Regions from separate parts of the Mus musculus genome. Here region 2 is linked to region 1. Evidence: chromatin contacts called from public promoter capture Hi-C data. All regions are on one chromosome and are shown on one strand. Each heading gives the region's core, a stretch centred on a gene start, on an enhancer-like site or on the middle of the called end of the contact. The rest is flanking DNA. Distances are from core to core; before and after follow the strand shown.

The links. Promoter capture Hi-C pulls out the DNA fragments that hold promoters and counts their contacts.
Region 2: a promoter capture Hi-C map of pre-B cells shows a contact between it and region 1, with 3 times the contacts expected there. The contact joins the promoter of Aldh9a1 here to the enhancer-like site in region 1. A contact is called at or near these places in 7 of 39 promoter capture datasets (the 3T3-L1 cell line, the C10 cell line, the HPC-7 cell line and 2 more) and 4 of 115 datasets of contacts at active chromatin or transcription factors (bone marrow-derived macrophages, embryonic basal ganglia and large pre-B cells).

Annotation. Positions count from the first base shown.
Region 1 is chr1:166,817,374-166,821,472 of GRCm38.p6, forward strand. No RefSeq gene overlaps it. Among named protein-coding and RNA genes, the nearest start is that of Gm33404, 36 kb to the right of the region's middle. Within about 2 kb of position 1,513, at least 59 of the 459 cell types and tissues checked have an H3K27ac peak or open chromatin away from gene starts, as enhancers often do. A contact at or near this core is called in the HPC-7 cell line, bone marrow-derived macrophages and pre-B cells, where this site is marked.
Region 2 is chr1:167,348,686-167,353,303 of GRCm38.p6, forward strand. Aldh9a1 (aldehyde dehydrogenase 9, subfamily A1) reads left to right here and starts at 1,306. Exons shown (of 11, transcript NM_019993.4): 1 at 1,306-1,731; 2 at 3,835-3,980. The coding sequence starts at 1,551. It overlaps Gm24182 (a small nuclear RNA gene), which reads left to right and starts at 340; the gene lies at 340-446.

The sequences.
Region 1 (4,099 bases), core at 263-2,762:
CACAGGTCATATGAAGCCTAAAAAGAAGGAAGACCAAAGTGTGGATGCTTCCATGCTTTTTAGAAGGGTGAACAAAATACTCATAGGAGGAAATATGGAGTCAAAGTGTGGAGCAGAAACTGAAGAGAAGGCCATCCAGAGACTGCCCCACCTGGGGATCCATCCCATATACAACCACCAAACCCGGATGCTATTGTGGATGCCGGGAAGTGCTTACTGATAGAAACCTGATGTGGTTGTCTTCTGAGAGGCTCTGCCAGAGCCTGACAAATAGAGGAGGAAGCTCGCAGCCAACCATTGGACTGAGCTCAGGGGTCCCCAATGGAGGAGTTGGAGAAGGGACTTTAGAAGCTGAGGTGGATTGCAGCCCTATGGAGAGAGCAACAGTATGAACATGCTGGACCCCCTGGAGCTCCTAGGGACTAGACCACCAACCAAAGAATACACATGGAGGGACCCATGGGGTTGGTCACATATGTGGCAGAAGATGGCCTTGTTGGACATCAGTGGGAGGAGAGACTCTTGGGCCTAAGGGTGTTAGATGCCAGGGCAAGAGGATGGGAGTGGGTGGGTGGAAGAGCACCCGTATGGGAGATGGGATGGGGGTTTCCGAAGGGGAGACCTGGAAAGGGAAAAATATATGAAATGTCAATAAACAAAATATCCAAGAAAAAAATGACAAAACTGACATTTGAGAAGCATATCTTTCATCACCACCTAATAGACTCCCCCTTTCCTCACAGGGCACCTGTCTTGCGTAATTCTGCAGTGTTTCTTTACACAGATAGCAGCAACTACGAACACATTCAACACTTCCCTCTGCTATTCAGATGGATTACACAGTATTCAATCTTGCCACCTATTTTCATTTGTTTGCTTATTTGATTTTTGTTTCTGAGATATTTGCCCAGGCTGGCTTTGCCCAAACTAGCTGACACTCTGACCTTGATCCTCCTGCTTCCCTGCTCCTAGTGTGGGACTAGAGGCATGCACTACCATACCTGGCAGATGTGTGTGTGTGTGTGTGTGTGTGTGTGTGTGTGTGTGTATGTGTGTGTGTGTGTGTGTGTGTGTGTGTGTGTGTGGTGTGTCCTCCTGTGTGTGTCTCTATGTGTGTGTATACCTGTTCATATGATTACATGTATGTGCATGTGTATGGTATGCATGTGTGCTTGTGTGTACCTGTGCATGTGAAGGCTAGAGGAGGACCTTAGTCCATTCCACAGGAAGCTTTGTTCACTTTGTTTCTTTCTTTGTTTGAAGGGTCTCTTACTGACCTAGAACTCTTCCAGAGTGGCTAGGCTGGCTGCTAAGCCAACCTCAGGGATCTTCCTGTCTCTGCTTCTCCATGCTTGGGTAATACGCATGCGCCCCATGCCTGGCTTTTTCACATGGATTCTGGAGATTGGACTCAGGTCTTTAGGCTTTTGCTGTAAGCTTTCTTCACCCACTGAGCTCAGTAACGGCTGCCTCACTGCCTCGATGCCTCCCTGCCACTTCCTGTGTGGTGTTGAAACTGATTAGCATTCGAATGTGCAGTTAGACCACAGTTTATCCAGGCTCCCATTGCCAGACACTTGTACTTCTTACTATATATTGGCTAAAATAACTTTTGCACACCTAACATTTTTACATATGTACATTTTAATCTACAGACAAGATTCTAGAGGAAGGTCTGGTGCATATGTAGTTTTCCTCACTATGAGCAGCTCTCCCCTTATAGAATTCCAGTCTGTGATTTGTGGCACTTCTTCCTGTGTCCAGAACCTTGCCAATGGTGTGCTGTTTAATGTGGATTTTGACACACACACACCCTTCACTACTAAATCTACAAAATCATTTCCTTAGCTGGACCTTTTTCTAGCTTTTCTAGTCTGTTTTATGGTCTGTTTGTCCACTCAGATACCCACATCCCACTGTTTTCATTACTGAAGTTGTAGAACGCCATTGCTCTTGAGAAGAGGCTAATTTGCCCTCACTAATGTTTGTCCTCAGAAACGCCCTTGGTCGCTCCAGTTTGTCTAAGTTTCCGTGTGAACTTCAGAACCAGCTTTCTTGGTTTGTGGACAACTGGATTAAATTTACAAACTAAAGAAAGTTGGCGTCTTTGTGACTTTTATTCTTCCTCAGAGCACGGCATATTACTTGCATCTGCTGGGCTCCAGTCTTGTGTGGCTTGCGTCATTTCTGATCTCACACCAACTGCTGTACAAAGGCCAGGAGATGACGGATAGCAAGTTAGAGTGACAAACAGGAAACAGATTTGTCTGTGCAAAAGTCAAGGGGCTTCTGTATTCTGGCCGCACAGGAAGGGTTAAGATTATACCCCGAAGGAAAAAGGAGGAGAAAAACATTGTCTCAGCTTGATGCTTCCTGTTGGCTATTTCAGTCCATTCTCGCTTTACAGATCATAACAAGGCCATGAGAAAGAATGCCCTTGGGATTAATTTACCCAGAACTGCAAACCACGGGTTACCATATGCCTCACACAGGAGCTTCAACAAATGCTAGAGGTTATAGTGTTAATGAATATGAAAGTGAAGAAAATATCATATATATGAAGTCAATTGTCAAATATCTTAGAATTCACAATTCAACCCTCTGTCAGCCGGCTTCTGAAGCCCGGACTGGATACTGTCTGATTCTCTCCTGGGGAAGTTCTCTTAGGTCAGTTCGCTTTGACAATGTTTATCAACCATCTGCTCTAAAAACCTTGAATATTAAACTCCCATTCCTGAAGTTATGCTAGGGAAAGCGTAATAATTTGTAAATTAAAAAAAGACGGTCATGTCACGTGAGCATGAGAGACGTAAAGGAGATGTCAGCTGATGTGACAGATTCCAGGAAGGCGTAGAGTGAGGTGAGTTCCAGGAGCCTTACTCAGTGGAGTAACAGCTGTTGGGCTCAATCCTCTCCTCTGTGTCCCCTCTCTTCCAGTCCCTGGCTCTCTCATCCTTCTCTCCTCTCCATTTCTCTCTGCTTGAAGTTCTCAGGCTGGCTGTTCTGGGAGCCCAGGCTGACATGGTAGCTCCAGGATTACCCACCTCACCTGGGTTCTCTCCAAGGAACTTCTGATGAGTTATGCTTCAGCCTCTCTCAGCAAGGTAGCCAAAGGATGGAGGGGGTGTATGATAAGTAGGATCCCTCACCCAGCCCAATACCTGTCCCCTAATCACATGGCTGAAGTCCAGGAAGAGCAATGGTTCATTTGCTGAGGGCTTAACCTTTGAGTAGTGCTGGGGACAAAGAAGCAGACACGGCAATGGTAGAAGTAAATGGGAACCCAGCCCCTCTCTGGGCTATCATGCAGACACTTAAAAATGCCTCTCAATATTAATATGACATAATAACGTGGGGAGGGGTGGTGAGGTGGTTGTTCTTCTAGAGGACTCAGGATTGGTTCTCAGCACCCACCTGATTGGAACTCCAATTCCAGAAGATCTGCTCTCCTCTTCTAAGCTCTGCGGGCGCCAGGCACTCACATAGTATACAGACACATGTGCAAGAAAAACACTGAAACACATAAAGTAAAATAAAAATTATAAACAAATGACATGGGAAAATGTTATTTCGTGGTAATAGATGAAGAATATACAGTAGCCGACTGTATGAATACAGTTCTGTAAAATCTAGGTGTAAAATCGGAACAGTGAACATACTAAACTTTAAAACCTGCATTAAACGTGAACACTATTCTTAGGGGGATGTGGTAATTGCTGATTTTTCTCTCATCTTCTTCCTCTGCATTATTATTGCTTTTGTTGTGGCATTTGTTTATACCTCCCTCTCTGCTGTCTCTTCTGGAAGTCTTTTTTTTTTTTTTTAGTGTTTATTTTTCAGGCTGGAGAGAGCACTCAGTGGTTAAGAGTACATACTGAAGAACAGAATTTCCTTCCCAGCACTCACATGGGACAGCTCCCAAGTGCCTGTAACTCGAGAGCCACGAGATCTGGCGCCCTCTTCTGGCCTCCATGAGCACTGCACTCACATGCACATGCCTATACATGCATGCACATATTTCTTACCTTTTTAATGATAGGAGTTCATTACTTTCCCAGGGTTTTTGTTTGTTTTGTTTTGATCACAGTATTCTGCACTT
Region 2 (4,618 bases), core at 56-2,555, 530 kb after region 1:
ATGGTCACATTTCTGGAACATACATCAGACGATCTAAATGTAACAAATCAACATGGGATGGCTGGGCAGAATACTTTAAACACAACTGGCCACAAAACGACCAGCTGTTATCTCTGTACCTGTCAATGATCTTGACCCAGGCCAGATGTTTCCAGATGTTTCTGACCAACCCCAACAAAAGCAGTCCTTTGAGTTCGGGCCTAGGTGTTCTTAATTGGGTACTGCTGTTTCCATTTGAGGACCCAAACCTACACATCTCAGAGGCACTGAAAAGATTAATTCGTACAGAGAGCTGAGAAAATTGACCAAAATTTTTACTAAATTAGAAGAACACATTCCATGCTCGCTTCGGCAGCACATATACTAAAATTGGAACGATACAGAGAAGATTAGCATGGCCCCTGCGCAAGGATGACACGCAAATTCGTGAAGCGTTCCATATTTTTGAGCTAAGACGAAAGGATGGACTATCTAGAGACTACCCCACCCGGGGATCCATCCCACACTCAGCCACCAAACCCAGACACTATTGTATATGCCAGAAAGATTTTGCTGAAGGGACCCTGTTATAGTTGTCTTGTATGAGGCTATGCCAGTGCCTGGCAAATACAGAAGTGGATGCTCACAGTCTTTTAAAAGATGGAACACAGAGCCCCCAATGGAGAAGCTAGAGAAAGCACCCAAGGAGCTGAAGGAGTCTGCAACCCTATAGGTGGAACAACAATACGAACTAACCAGTGCCCCTAGAGCTCGTATCTCTAGCTGCATATGTATCAGAAGATGGCCTAGTCGGCCATCATTGGGAAGAGAGGTCCCTTGGTATATTGCAAACTTTATATGCCCCAGTACAGGGGAATGTCAGGGCCAAGAAGAGGGAGTGGGTGGGTAGGGGAGCAGAGCAGGGGAAGGGTATAGGGAACTTTCGGGATAGCATTTGAAATGTATATAAAGAAAATATCTAATAAAAAAAAAGAAAAAAAGAAGAACACATTCCCTAATACTGTGCTTCTACAAAGCACAAAAAGAAATCAAAGAAATACAGTAAGGAGAATGTTGCAAAAGCTTGCAGGCCCAGTAGAAGGGGTCTCATTATCCTTCCAGGAACTCCTTCGGGATCTGGACCGGAGGACTTGGGTGGTGTGGTGTTCCACGTAATTATCTAGGCCAAAGGTCTTCCAGTTCCAGCCCCAGAAGCTCTCACCAGGCCCTTAATTATGCTGACTAGGCCCAAGCTACTCACTCTAGGCTCTCATTGGCCGTCCTCTCACGCCACACCCCCTCGTGGCACGAGGCCACGCCCCTCCCACTGTCCCTTCCTCCCAGTGGGCTCTACTGGGCTCTCCTTGAGGGCCCCGGGTCTTCACACTCACGGTCCACACCTCCCCGAGGTCCTGTTCCCTAGTGGTCCACCCCTGCCCAGCCAGGGTCGCCTCTTTCCATGGGCCACGCCCCAGAGATTCCGCCCCTCGCCACTCCCTCCTCGTTACCGCGCTATCTCCCCCTCCAGTAGTAATCTGCTGGGGCTTCCGGACGCTTTGCACGCGTAGCAGATGATCCTCGGTGCAGTCGGTTCTGTGCTGACCTCGCTCCTCCGCATTCACCGGGCTGCAGCAGTCGCCGCCATGAGTACTGGCACCTTCGTCGTGTCGCAGCCGCTCAACTACCGCGGCGGGGCCCGTGTGGAGCCGGTGGATGCTTCCGGCACGGAGAAAGCGTTCGAGCCAGCCACCGGTAACCTGGCGCGGGGCGGCACGCGGATGGGGTGGGTCTTCCCCGGCCCTGTGCACTGAGTCTGCTGCCCCGAGTCCTTCCGAGCTCTCCGCCAAGGGTTGCTGAACTTGCGTGGTCGCAGCACGGAGCACAGAATGTTGGGGAGGCTCCTGGAAAAGAGGGGGCGCTATGGGTGCGGTGGGGTGCGCTGGGGGGCCGGGAGTAACTACATGGCTGGAGCAGGAGAGTCTGGCGTAGAACCTGTGGGTCTTTTGAGTTTTGAGAGCTGGGCCTGCAGGAGAGTCTGCTACTGGGATGTTGACTCACAGGTGATTTCTGTTATGCATGATCCACATGACCTTCCCCCTTCTAGTGCTGGGATATTTCTGAACTTCGATGAGAGTTGGGAAAGGAGAGAAAAAAAAAAACAGCAGCCGACAACATCTGTTTAGCTTTAGTGCCTGCTAGCTCTCCAGGTTAACAAGAGAGAGAGAGAAAAAAAAACATTGAACATGTGTAATCACGTGTAGTGCTTACCACTGTTAATTAATGAACTTATCCGTTATCTCCACGTAGTTTCCACCTATGAGTAGTGAGAACTTTCATGCTCTGCACACTTGGCAGATTTTAAGTGAATATGTATTTTACGGTATTATTAGCTGTAATCACGATGTTCATTAGATTTCTACAGTTCATCCTTGCAAGCACTTAATGCTTTGGAGCAAACCCTTAGCACAAACTAAGGAGGAAGCGAGTTCTTTGTTTCTTGGACTTTGGGTTGACTTTTGTGTTTGTTTTGATTATTCTTATTGAATATTCAGAGCAGGGAAAAAAAATGTGTTCTGTAAGCCAGAAGGGCTTGTTTAGTGAGAGAAGTAAAAGTACACTGACCTCCACGAGGCAGGGATTTGCCAGAACCTGAACTGATGGGAGAGGCCATGATAGCTGGGAAGAGTTTCTCAGCCTGCCTCCCTTTAGAGGCACAGAAGCAGCATTGCCCGCAGGTGAGCTCTGGCCATTGCCTTTACTCGCAGGCGATCTTCAGCCATTCTGGTTTGTCCAAGAAATAGGTTTATGAAATCTCAGAAATTCCTTGTGAAAAGAAACTGCTGAAAACCTTTTGTTGGTCGAGTTAGTTGGGTTATGATCCTTCAGATACGGGCTTAAAAAGAAAAAAAAAACACTAATCTTTTTTTTTTTTTTTTTATCTTTGAAAGACCATTTTATTTTATTTATATGTGTACACTGTTGCTGTCTTCAGACACCCCAGAAGAGGGCATCGGATCCCATTACAGATGGTTGTGAGCCACCATGTGGTTGCTGGGAATTGAACTCAGGACCTCTGGAAGAGCAGTCAGTGCCCTTAACCCTGAGCCATCTCTCTAGCCCCAACACTAATCTTTCTGTTATGATGGGGATAGGAGATTGAGACTTTAAGAAAAGACTGGCCTTTAGCGACTAAAGTTTCTTATTAACCTTATTCACCAAGTAGTAGTCTGATAGTCCCTGATTAGAACACAGATAAGGGACAGTTTACAGTAATAGACTGATGACTTTCAACTTGGATTTTGCAAGACTGTCAAGATTCTGAGTCAGTATTAAGAACCATCACAAAATGACTTCTAGAAGGTCAATGTTAGTAAACTTTTTTTTTAAAGAGGTATTTATTTATTATATGTAAGTACATTATAGCTGTCCTCAGATACTCCAAAAAGAGGGAGTCAGATTTCATTATGGATGTTGTGAGCCACCATGTGGTCGGTGGCATTTGAACTCAGGACCTTTGGAAGAGCAGTTGGTGTTCTTAACCGCTGAGCCATCCCTCCAACTGTAATGTTTAGTAAACGTAGCTATCAAATAGAGGAGGGCATGGCCTCTTAGTCTCAGGCTATGGTGAGTTTTAGACACCGAATAGTTTCAGCAGTTTTGTAATGTGGTTAAATTCTTGTTTTTATGGAGCTAGATCTGCAACCCTCGTTGGAGTTTAAAGGGATTCCCAATACAAAAAAAGCTAAGTACTAAATGAGACCCTGGGAGGGATCCATCCTCCAGAGGATGCTGATAGAAACCTCTCAGATGCATTGCAACTGCTTGAGATGAAATCGGCTCTCCGCTTCTTTCTAGGCCGAGTGATTGCCACTTTCGCGTGTTCAGGAGAAAAGGAAGTAAACTTGGCCGTTGAGAATGCAAAGGCTGCCTTTAAACTCTGGAGTAAGAAAAGTGGCCTGGAGCGCTGCCAAGTCCTCCTAGAGGCTGCCCGGATCATCAAGGTGTGTATCAATCGATCGATTGCTGGGTTCCTTTGGAGGAAGCGCTGCTCGCACTGCTCTGAGGGGAGCTGCAGGTAGACTTGGATGCAGCTTTGGGTTGTGGCGTTTCTGTGCAAGGGAGAAACGTTCCCACCCACGTGCCCACCTTGGAACGTGAAATAAGCTTCCACCGCGTGCCCCATGGACAGTTCCCCTTGGCCTGCTTTGTTTCTTGAGTTTGTTTTGAATTATAGCATGATCTTTATGGCTTACTTGCTTTTTAAAAAAATTTTAATTAATTTTTACTTATATGAGTACACTGTAGTTCAGACACCCCAGAAGAATACATCGGATCTCATTACAGATGGTTGTGAGCCACCATGTGGTTGCTGGGAATTGAACTCAGGACCTCTGGAAGAGCAGTCAGTGCTCTTAACCACTGAGCCATCTCTCCAGCCTGCTTACTTGCTTTTTATCTTAAATTATTTTTACTTAAAAGTGTATTTACTTATTTGTCTGTATGTATATGTGCATGACTGTATGTGTATATGTATTTATACATGTATGTACAGGTGCCTGAAGAGGTTGTGGTCGGTGTAGCCTTGATCTCTGTCCAACCATACTTTTTGAGATGGTTTCTGTCAGTAGACCTGGGGTTT